Linked DNA regions of Anas platyrhynchos: region 1 is linked to region 2. The links are chromatin contacts, called in public Hi-C maps. All regions are on one chromosome and are shown on one strand. The core of a region is the stretch at or near the end of the contact, and the rest is flanking DNA. Distances in the headings are between cores, read along the strand shown. Region 1 holds the start of TMEM200A (transmembrane protein 200A). Region 2 has its middle 35 kb from the start of SMLR1.

Region 1 (6,000 bases), core at 524-3,023, 170 kb after region 2:
AGATCGGAAGTATCATCTAGTTAAAGAAAAATAACAGGAGAGTTGCCAGTGTACTGATCCAGAAACGGGGTGAGCCAGAACACATAAAACCTTTGGTGCTGTAATTTCACTGAGCAATAAAGCCCTCCGTCCTAACAGCACCATAAACTGCAGGTCCGCTACGTGACTACAGGTTATGTTTTGCAGGTCATCTTACACAAAACGATGCTTTAGAGGAATACTTTGGCCAGTTCTCTTTATCATAACCTGCGTAAAACAAGACTGGCGGTGGTTAATGACAATCGGGTACCCCTCCTGCGGTCCCTGCCCCGCCGGACAGGGCACGGACGCTGACCCAGGGACCCAGCGCGGAGGGCAGGGAGGCACCGGAGGGGAGGCTACGGAGCACCGGGGGAGGCTGCTCCGTGCTTCTGCCCCCGGGGAGCCCGGGGAAGACCCGCTCAAGCAGCGAGCCGGGTTTGCGTGCGAGGGAGGAGGGCATCCCCCTCGCCGTCCCCATCTGGCTCCCATCCTCCCAGGCAATCCGCACACCACCACCATCTTTCCTCAGACAAAGCCGACCGAGCCCCGAACTTGGGTGGCGATGAAGGCAACGGGGAAACTTCCCGGGGCACGGGGGGGCGAAACCGGGAGGCAGCTGCGGGGCCGGGGTCGGAGCCGGGCCGGGGGGCGATAGCAGCGCGGAAAGTCCTCGGGAGCCGAGACCAGACAAAAGAGGGTGTAGCAGCTGCACGGAGAGAGGCAGCTCCAACACGCCAACTGGCTCCGCTCGGGAGGCACAAAGTCTATTTCTGGGAGGGGGAAAAATAAAAAGAAAGAAAGAAAAGCCCCCCCCTCCGTCCCTCTCCCCACCCTGCCAACCGCCCCAAAGCCGAGCGGGGCTGCCCGCGGCTCGTCCCCAGCCCGCTCCCCGCTGGGGTCCGCGGCTGTGGGGGCGAGAAAAAGGGTGTCAAGCTCCGGGGTGCCCGGCAGCCCCCCCAGCCCGGCGCCCCTCCGCTTACCTGCGGGGAGGAGCGGGGTCTCACGGCGGGGAGCGCTGCGGGGCTGCTCCGGGGAGGCGGCGGCTGGCTCAGGGGGCGACCGGGCTCCCCGAGCTCCCCGAGCCCGGCCCCGGCGCCGCCGCCATCCTCGGCGAGACTCGGGCGGGGGCCGGCAGGCGGCGGGGCCGGGGCGGTCACTGCCGGCCGGGGGAGGACGCCCGGCGCCCGGGGGCTGTGCGCCCCCCCGCCGCCGCCACCGCAGGGCCAGCCGGAGGCGGCCGCCCCCTGCCCGCCCCGCGGCGACGGGCGGGTGCCATAGCAGCGGGGCCGCGGCCACCCCGGGGGGTGGGAGGGGGGCGTGGGCGGGCGGCGGCTCCCGGGCTGCAGAAAAGGGGGGAAAAAAAAAGGAAAAAAAATAAAAAAATAAAAAAACTTTGCCCGCTCCGCCGCGAGGTGCCCGGGCGCCGCCCCCGCCGCAAAGTTTCACTCGGCGAGCTGCCGGCTGCGGGCACGGCTCCCCGGGGACGGCGCCCCCAGCCCCATCGCCCGCTGCTCCCCGCGGGATGCGGCCGGAGAAGGAGGAGGAGGAGGAGGAGGAGGAGGAGGAAGCGGGCGGGCACCAGGGAGCCCGCGGCGGGACGGGGCAGGGAAGTTTCCCCTCTCCCCGGGGAAAAGCGCGGCTCCCCGGTGCCAGGTGCCCGGTGCTGTCCCCGGTGCCCGGTGCCGGTGCCGTCCCCGGAGCCTCCCCGCGCCGCTCTGCCTCCGGCCCCGCCGGGCGGGCGCTTTGTAGGGAGCCCGGTCCCGCCCCGGCGGGCTGCGGGGCTCCGAGGCCGGGAAGGAGGAGCCGGCGGGCGGGGAGCGGCGCCCGGCGGAGCTCCGGGGGCTGTGGAGGCTGTGGGGGCACGGGGGGCTCGACAGTGGGGCAGGACACCCTGCCGACCCCTTGTGAGAGCCAGGCGGGAGCACGGAGTGATTCACCCGGGTGGGTTTTGCCTCAGAGACAAGGACACTTTTATGATTCAGCCTTTTTTTCTTTTTTCTCTTATTCATTTTTTTTTTTTCGCTTATTCTGGGGTTTTGCGGCTGCCCGCCCACTCCTAGTGTCCAGCCTGGGCTGGCACTGTTTAGGTACCCGCTGCTCACACTTTCCATTCAAGCCAAGTAAAGCCAGATGGGCTTGGGAGAGAGGGAAACTCTTGCCTGCATGGGAGCTCCCCACATTTGTAAGTCGGGCGCATCTTTTGGGAAGAAAAAAATGTGCTTCTCTGGAGTTGGTAGCAGCTTTTATTTGATTTTCCAAAATTGACTGGACTTCAAAGTTACCATCACCTTTTCTTACCATTATTTTACCTAGCACTTCTCCTGAAAAGACAGAAAGCTACTGAGTTTGGCATCGTCATACCTAAATTTACTTCAGGCAGCACTCTCCTGGAGATGGGTAGTGACCTAGGAGCTTCCATCCACCCTGCAATAGGCCCTCAACTCTTATGTGCATGCACTTTATTGTGCTGTACAGTGCAGAGCATTTGTCAGTTCTCAGTGTTCACTTTATGACTACACTCCTGCCTGAAGCTGCAGCGGCTTCCACACTGAATAGACTCAGTTACCACCTTGCCCTAGCAAGAGGACATTTTATGCCACCAGCTCTGGAGTAGCAAAGAGAAGAGAAACATAGAAACATGTTCAGAAGTTGGAAACATTGTGTTTCCAGCTTTCAGCATGCATTGATTCAAGGGGGAAGGAATTGCTTTCAAGTGTCAGATTTATACCTGTTCATTGGGGTGCTACCAGATTAGTAATTTGTTTTGTCCATCACATTGAGTGTATCTGATGCCAGCTAGTGAGAAGACAGTCTACAGACATGTGTGCTCAGGCTCTCTGAGACCCTGCTGTGCATCACTGGGAGGGAAGAAAGGGAAGATGTTTGTGTACACCAAATCCCTTTGATAGTCCATGTCTCTGCATAGAAAAATTCAGAAATTTTCTCTAGAATTTATGGAAAATATCGCTGTGAAAGAGATGTGGAAACATTACCCTCCTGTGCTGCCAGTAGCTCATGAAACGTGAATGAAGGGCATGATGTGAACCAGCACTAGTTTCACCACAGTTCATGTACTTATCCTGAAAAGATGGGGGCTTGTGGCACTGCAAGGAAAGTGATCTGCTCACGTCTTGCTAATGATCTCCATTTGTTTCCCCTCCAACACCAGACAAGGTAGAGTATCACCACATCTTTATTTATGTTTTCCTGCTGTGAGGTACTTCTCAGATACCTCGTGTCCTTTTGGAAGTGCTGGCATTTAAAATAAATCCTCAGATGACTTATGCCCTCAACTGACCTCACCCCCATAAAAAAGAGTTCAGAAATAGTGTGGTTGTGAGGACAGAATGAAGGGGCTGAGGGGCATTTCAGTAGTGCTACTAGGTGGGAAGCATCTCTGGGTTAGACAAACTTCCCCTTGCATTTGCAGTACATGCATAAAAACTACTTTTACACTAAACTGCAGGGTTGTTGTTTTGTTACATGACCCACAAGTCATATGTATGAAAATAGGACAATCGTGATTTTTAAATGTAGGCAGCATGTTTTGTGTGAGCTTCCTGCTGATGTTAGTACAGCAAGAGCTGCCCATCCTCATGACAGACATCAGGGAGATGTGTCTTGCAGGCAAATGACACATGGCTTTGCTTCTTACCTGGGTTGTTTCTATTCTTTTAAAATTGTATTAATGCATTCTTAAAGAAAGCTGGTGCTTGCTCCTTTTCCTGCTTACAACAGTTTAATACTGATCTGACGACCATTGATTCAAGGGATTTACTCCTGATCCACAGTGGAAAAGACAGGAGAGAATAAGATACCGAGGCTCTTAAAATCTCAGTCATCTGCAAATCTCTGGATACTAAGCCACTGTCAAGACCAATATTCCAGGATTTAAAAGTCAACACCGATATTGCTCATGTCCAGTAAAACAAACATTTTAATGCATTAATTATGAAGGTGGTTGCTTCTGAGACTACAGCAAGAATCAGTAATTAGTGTCAATGAGTGAGATCCTCCCTTTCCATTTATTTAAAGGCATGGAAAATTTTTATTTGAAAATTGTGTTGTTAGCAGCATTATTCTAGTTTCCCTTCCAACCTACATCTTTTAGTTCATAGTATGAAAAGTCATTCATTTCCTGTAATAAAAAAGTCAGTGGGTGGATTAAATGGTAAGCATGTCTTCTGTAAACTGAAGGCATTTAAAGAGAAGGCAGGCATTTTCAGTTCTTCCCCTTGGACAGGAACTTTTTCAAAGATTCAGACTCACTTCTTTGACTTTGTCTAGAACTTTGTTTGAATTTGGGATGCTGAACTGTCCCATGCTGTAGGGCTACAAATATGACAATGTGAGTTTGGAACACAAATGTATTTGAAGGTTGAAGGGATCCCCACTAGTATGAAGAACTGTAGTCAAATCTGGACCACTACAGGGAAAACAACCTTCATCACAAGTTTTTACCATAGTGTAAATAATACTGTGAATTACATAGCTTGCTTTCCATATTATATTATGCTAAAATATTAGTCAAAAACTGTTATCCCTTAATTCTGAGGAAATCTTCAGTCAATCATTTGTTCATACTCTTTTTTTTTTTTTTTTTTTTTTTTTTTCTTCAGTGTTATCAGTGTGAATTTGGTCTGCATAAGATATCAAGGGTTCCTTGGTAATAATGAATGTTAGTCAATAAATAATAACCATAGGACCACAAAATATGCATAGATCTCTGGCTAGCAGCTGTTTTCTGCCCCTAAAAATGCAAAATACAGATTCCTAGTCTGTACGTGAGCAAGTACTTAAGCAATAAAAGGCCTAAATAGTGTCTTAATATTAAATCACATGTAATCAGATGACACAAGCTGATAACTAAAATTCAGTCATAGAAAATCTGAATCCATCCCAATATTTTCCAACAGGAAAGAGAGTTAACAGTGTAGGTACTTCCATTACATACACACACAAAGTGACCTTGTATCTTTTACAATGTTTTTCCTTGAACTGAGACAGTAAAGTTTTTATTAAAGAAGCATGATGCACCCCAGGCTGTTGTTTAAACTTATGACTTTGTCACAGCTTCCCACCACCTATCTCTTCAAACAGGAGTCACCTTTCCTCACCCTCCAAGGTCTAGAAGGTCTTTGCCTCCTTTTCTGATCCCTTGCTATACTGGAAGATCAGGTCCTAGTCCCTGAGGCCAGTATATATGTGCATTACCAAGCTGCTAAAATGCTTGCTAAAATAAGCTGCCAAAATAATACAGGTGTAGATATATATATATTTTTATTTTTATTTTTTGTGATGCTGTACACTCTAAAGCTGTGTGGAACATGAGATACTCCATGAGTATCAGTAAAGCTACTTCAGTGGTCTTCTTAGAGCAACAGCGTAAAACTCCTTTCTCTATCACCTGTAATCTGTACCACCTAAATCTTCTGTAATCTTAGAATCATCTGTTATAAACTGTCTTTATCCTGCTGGAAGCTCTTTGTGGCAGATACCATCTTTTTTTTTTTTTGCATCTGTACAACACTGAATACAACGAGGTCCTGTTTAGCAGAATTATGGTACAAATATTTGCTCATAGCAACATAAAGCACAGAAAAAAAATGGGGGGGGGGGGCAAGAAAATGTCAGAATTGCATAAAAGGATTTTGGCATGAGTCACTATGCTAACAATAATTAAATAGCACAGAATACAATGTGATTTAGCACTTATTGGCTTGAGCTTTGTCTTGAACAGTTTCTGAAGCTAGTGAGAATGCAGATAGAAATATCTGGTTCCAAATGATTTGCAATATGTAAAAAGACTGATTTAACTTCATGCTTTCATATGATCCAACTTTTTAAAAAAGAATAGACAGATAAGATTTAACACTCAGCTCTCCAGCTATGACAAAAATGTGTGTATGTTAAAAATAAACCTTTGAAAATCATGTCAGTAGCCTCTGTAAATAGAAAGTAGACTTCTCTCTGTTCAGC
Region 2 (5,630 bases), core at 1,073-3,572:
CTTTCTTCCAGTTTTTGGCACATTAGGTTATGATACAATAACATATAAAGAAAGTTGAACATTCTCTTTCACTTGTATAAAGCCAATATTTTCTGGTCCTGTTCATGCCTTCCTGTGGTGAAGTGTGGAAGTACCCGGGCACTTTTTAATATCCTGGATGTTCCTGATGATCTTAAGGTAGACACATGGTTTCCCAGGCTGAGGTCTGAACATAGGCTTTATAGTTGCCCATTGCTATCCCTGGAATAGTACGTCACGTTACGAGTCTCATCCCTGAGGAACATCTATGAGCATCTCTCACTGACTGGATCCTAATTAAGAGGGACTGCAACCAGCCTTCTTGGAAATGGCTACAATCACTGCTGCTGGAGGGGCTGGCCCCTCAGCTGAACTCTGCTCTGTTCTGATGTGAAGCAAATGCTTCACGCTGGGAAGCACTACTTCAGCAGAGAAATCGTTGCAGTATTTAGCCACGTTAGAGACAGAGTATCATATGACAAAGTATGATTTATAATGTTTCTGTGTGCTTTTTTGTGGTGTCTCAGATTTTAGACATCCCAGAAGAAGTTGGTGAGAAAAATGTTTGTTTTTTCCAGGCTGTATCATTTCATGGCACAAAAGACTAGATGAGCTTCTAGTGAGAGAAGCTCTCTCCCACATGTGAAATGGAGGTGATGATTGTTCAAATACTGTTTGAGGGCAAATTACTGCAGATTCTGCCTGACTATTGTCTCTTGGGCTGCCTGAGAGAGAAGCTAGTTGGTACCTTTAGAACAGAGTGAGAGACTGGCCCTGGGAAATAAAAGGCAGCAGCTCTCAAAGTAAATGGATGAGAAGAATCTATTCAAATAGACTTTCATGTGGAAAAATGGTTTTATTGTTTTACAAAGATCTGGATGTATGGTGCAGCGTGCTCTCAGGACAGAAGGAGAGCAGGCTACATCTCTCTGATTTTGCAGGAGACCAGGCTCACTTATAGATTTTTGTTTCTCAGAGGAAGAATGCAATTCATGCTTGTTATCAAATTAGTTGTCTCTTTTTATACTAGAGTCAGTATAAGAAATTGTAATTAAAATGGCATTGAAATCACTTTTAATTTTATTATCCTAGTGATCCACCTAAAGGTGCATGATGTTCATAGACATCTTTACTTTTTGTTAATGTCACCCTTCCCTTACTTACTGCAAACAGACATTTTGCAAGTTTATCTGTATTTAAATCCCCTTGAAATGAAAGCTCAATTGAAAGCTGAACTGTGATATCTTTGTGCATGAAGAAAAGACACTCATTTATTTATATTAGTGTCAAGCTTGTCTACTGCGCTTTTTTTCTTCATCTTAATTGAATGTGCCTGCAGTAGCAGACAGGGCATGTGCTTAAATAGGAAGGACTAATTGGAAGAAGCTGTCAGGTTAACAGACATTTAGCTAGATAGATTGCACTTCAGTAGGAAAATTTCCGCAGGATAAATCTGAACAGTTTGTGAAGGTAGATGATGGATGCAAGAAGAAGGGGGTAGGAAGATACCTGTTTGGGAAATGTGTAAGGCTGCCACATAATCACAATGGATCTTTTAATCTAGAATGGATTGAATACTAAATAATGAGTTCCCTGTGGGTTATTATGGTTTTAGCAGCTTCTTTTTCATCTTATTTCAGCTTCTCTTTAACCCTTCTGTACTCTAGGCAGGGGAGCTGGTTCTTTTCTTGTGAAGAAAACTGAAGAAATAGAGGTGTAACAGGTTGTGGTGGTTTTACCATGCTACGCCACTAAACACCACAACTGCTCTCTCACTCCCCCTCCTTAGATGAGGAGGGGAAGAAGTAAAGTAAAGAACAACTCACGGGTTGAGATAAGGATAATTTAATTAAAGGAAAAAATATATTTATTAAGGAAAGATTATTATTAACTGAACAATTTAACTAAAGGGTGAAAAAAAAAAAAGGAAAAGGGAGGGGGAAAGGGAAAACAAAACAAAACAAAAAATAAAGGCTATGTGGAAGTGCAGAGGAAAGAAATTACTCTCTACTTCCCACAAATGAGCAATGAATGCTTGACCACGTCCTTGAAGCAGGGCCTCAACACATGTAGCTGGTGTTCGGGAGGAGGACCGATGTTTTCACAACGAGAGCCCACCCCTCCCCTCTTCTTCCCGTTTCCACCTTTTATTGCTGAGTGTGACATCAGATGATCAGAGATCATTAGGTCAGCTGCCCTGGTGATGCTTCTTTTCTCACTTTTTTGCTCACCCCCTAGGAGGGTTAGAGAGAGTCCTGATGCTGTGCCAGCACTGCTCAGCAGCAGACACAACACTGGTGTGATAACACTGCTGTTCCAGCTACAAGTGCAGAGCACAGCACTGTATGGGCTGTTGCAGGGAAAGTTAACATCCCAGCCAGACCCAGTACACAGGTTAAGGAAGATAAGCTCTCCATCTGTTACATCTAGCTGCTGCTGCAAAGCTGGGAAGGCTTGTTTCTACCATCAATTTACTGAAAAAAATATTTAATACTAGAGTGAGTATATAAATACAATATTACTCATGCAATTCTGGACTAAATTCCTGTAGAAGATAATGAACTGCTTCTGATGTTAATATGTCCTTCCTTAAATTAAACATCTTTCTTTCCCCTAGGATTATGCCTTTATTGTGTTTTCATAATAACCATATATTTTAATCTCTTAATAGTGCATATCTAAACAATCTTCAAGCCTAGCCTTATAAAAATGGTGGCCTTGATGAGGCCCATCAGTGTGAGAGGTCTCAGCTGCTCGCTGCTCTCTGCTCTGACCAGCTGTTTGAAAGCCCATATCTAGCATGGGAATATGTTAGCACTGATGCTTGAGCAGTGCCCTGGCTTGGCAGTACAGCCACGGGATCCTGGTTCACTTTGGAAGCTCGGGCTGCTCTCAGTGCAGTGACCTATCCTTACATGGTGCTTGTGTGCTGGCTTCATGTGGTGGGGCATTTTATTGTCATGCTAATAAACAGGAAGGCAGTTAGCCTATTTTTAGCTTTCATTTTATAGTACTATTTGTAAAGAATGAGCTGTCCACAAGCTCTCTGAATAAACAGAGTGAGCACTTGGTTTTCCAATGTTTGACATAAAGAACGTCTTTGAGAGAAAACTCTCTCGCTCACATTCTTCTGAAAGAAGCAAAAGCTTTTTTTCCACTGAGAATAGGCTACCTGTTTGCACCTACATTCCCAGCCTGTACTCCAGCTACAGATGGCCTAGTTGCATTGCTCCCTCTTGCTCAAAATAGATTACAAAGAAGCCCTCCTTATGTGCTTCCAACAAAGAAAGACACCACTGCAATATTTATGTTAGAATATTCTCTGATCCTTATAACATTTTCAATTAGCATGATAGATGTAATGCATTTGCACTAAAACACTAACTTCTTTTTTTTTTTTAAATGAATGTGTGCAACTTTTTATGTTCCAGGCAGTCCCATCTGCAAATATATATATTCCAGATATAAATTCCTGTTCCAGAAGTGCATCTGTGTATATTTCTCTTTAGTTCTAGAACAAAATGAAAGGAAAATCAGCTTGGAAATTATATTTGTTGTAGGATATGTACCACTGTCCCTGTATTTACTGGAAAAGTTAGAATAAACTTGAAAAGGTTGTGAAAATACTTGTTCCCGGTGAATACATCATACTATGTCTTTCTGTTTTCTTCCTTGGTGACTTTCCTAGGGCCTGGCAAAATTCGCATGCTTACAAAGAGTTCAATACTTTATGAAACTGCTGCCATGGCTTTATATGGAACTGAATTGCTCTGTTTCGTAATTACCTTGTACCAGGAAGAGGACAATATTTTTCTTCCCATTAAATTATAGCAGAAAGTGGCATCAACCTATTGGAAATTTCAGCTTCCACCCACTAATTCTCCGAGTTAATTACCAGTATCATTGGCTTCAGCTCAGCAAACCACACCTGTTAAGCAAGACATTGAGAGCAGATAGTTTTAAAATTATATACATGCTTAAGCCCTCTTTCTCCTGTGAGTACTTTTTAGCACGCACTTGCTGTCACTCTGAATAGAGACCTACACATTTATACACATCCGAAGTCTTGCTCTGTTGTGAACTTGACCCCTATTTAGCGTCGAAACAGCTAACACACATCCTTATTTTAATTTGCAAAACCTTAGTCTGTTTGACTTTTTGCTCTTCTGCTGGCACCACAGCTGCCTCCAACGTTTCTTCGTTGGTCGAGAGTGACTATCGAAAACAGTAGTGTTAAATTCCCCCACTTGGTGGCACTAAGAAATAACACAACTGCCCTGGAAAACGCGGCTGTAAAACATGGCCAAGTGGTTGGTGATAACCGAGCCCAGTGGCCCTGAGAAAGGAAGACATCAAGTGAGCAGTAATCCCATAGCTGTTTTGCTCGTTGTAAGCGTTAGTAGGTTTTGAGCACGGAGCATGCCTGCTGGGATGTAATTTCTGCACTTGGACATGCAGAGCAAATCTCTTCCCTCACTGTTGACTCTGGTGGCAGATGCTCTGCACTCCTCTCACATTTGCTGCTTGCTGAAGAATGAGATGTACCTAGGAGGGTTTTTGTTGGAAGTCTAGGAGGAGGAAGCCACAAAGTCTTCTCTTCTGGTGCCTTGTTTCAGGCACCACTGGAGAGTTTCTCTTGGTCAAGGAGATTTGCATGAATCTCCCTGGAGAGCCCCCCAGTGTAAATATTATTGCCTACTTGGGAGAAGAGACGCAGCAGTGCCATGTAAGGAATAAGCTTGCTCCAGGGGGATGACTTGACTGACTTACAACCACTGCTAGTGCAGAAAATGAAAGAACTGGACCTAGCATTTATCCAGGTTCTTTTGCGTCTTGATCAATAATACCCAGTAAAGGTCAAGTGCCCTAGGAACAGATTTCATTTGTGGTTACATTCCTGTTCCCTGGTGCAGCTCTTGTTTCAGCTCTGCACTGAAGTATTGTTTTTCTCTCTCCCCCTGCACAAGGTTTTTCTGGCTGGGATTATTTGTTCAGAACTAAGAGCTGTTTTTCTGCCTGATTTTTTTTCTCCTGTCAGTGCTCCTTGTAGTGTGTTTCTGAGTCCCATTAAATCTCCTATTAATATATATATATATAATAATTAGTCCTAGCCTTTTAAACAGAGAGAATTTCTCAGAGCTGAAAAGATTCTTCTGGCAAAAAGGGAGTAGACATCTGAAAAGTATTGTCCTTGTATATTTTCCCTATATTTCTAGAACAAAGGCTATATCTATACTAGTAAGCAGTTTGGCTGAGTGGGAGCAGATGTACAGAGCAAAACATCTGGTGCTGAGGACTCAGTGTACACCCCATCTATGTTACCGAGCCTGTGAACTCAGATTGTGAGCTCTTGCCCTGCAGAAGAGTGGTGGTGGAGTCTGGGACACCCCTGGGAGGTCCAGTCCTTGCCCTCCTGGGCTGCTCGGTGATGTGAACAAGTGTCTGGAAAATAAAGATCGCTGGGATGCCCGCTACAGGTGTGGCCTCCTGAGCCACACAAAACTGTTTCTGTTTTCTGAGACAAGAGCCAAATTCTCTCTTGCACCTTGCTGACTGTGGGTGATGCAATGGAATTGTAATATGTTAGCGATGATAATGAAGTGGGCTAGCAT

What was found. A called contact is a pair of places that touch in the nucleus more often than the background predicts.
Region 1: a Hi-C map of liver shows a contact between it and region 2, with 2.6 times the contacts expected there. The contact joins the promoter of TMEM200A here to the enhancer-like site in region 2. A contact is called at or near these places in 3 of 8 Hi-C or Micro-C datasets (F1 follicle, liver and subcutaneous adipose tissue).

The regions. Positions count from the first base shown.
Region 1 is chr3:63,568,501-63,574,500 of IASCAAS_PekinDuck_T2T, forward strand. It overlaps TMEM200A (transmembrane protein 200A), which reads right to left and starts at 1,774. Exons shown (of 2, transcript XM_027454531.3): 1 at 1,002-1,774.
Region 2 is chr3:63,393,684-63,399,313 of IASCAAS_PekinDuck_T2T, forward strand. No RefSeq gene overlaps it. Among named protein-coding and RNA genes, the nearest start is that of SMLR1, 35 kb to the left of the region's middle. Within about 2 kb of position 2,323, at least 2 of the 8 cell types and tissues checked have an H3K27ac peak or open chromatin away from gene starts, as enhancers often do. A contact at or near this core is called in F1 follicle, where this site is marked.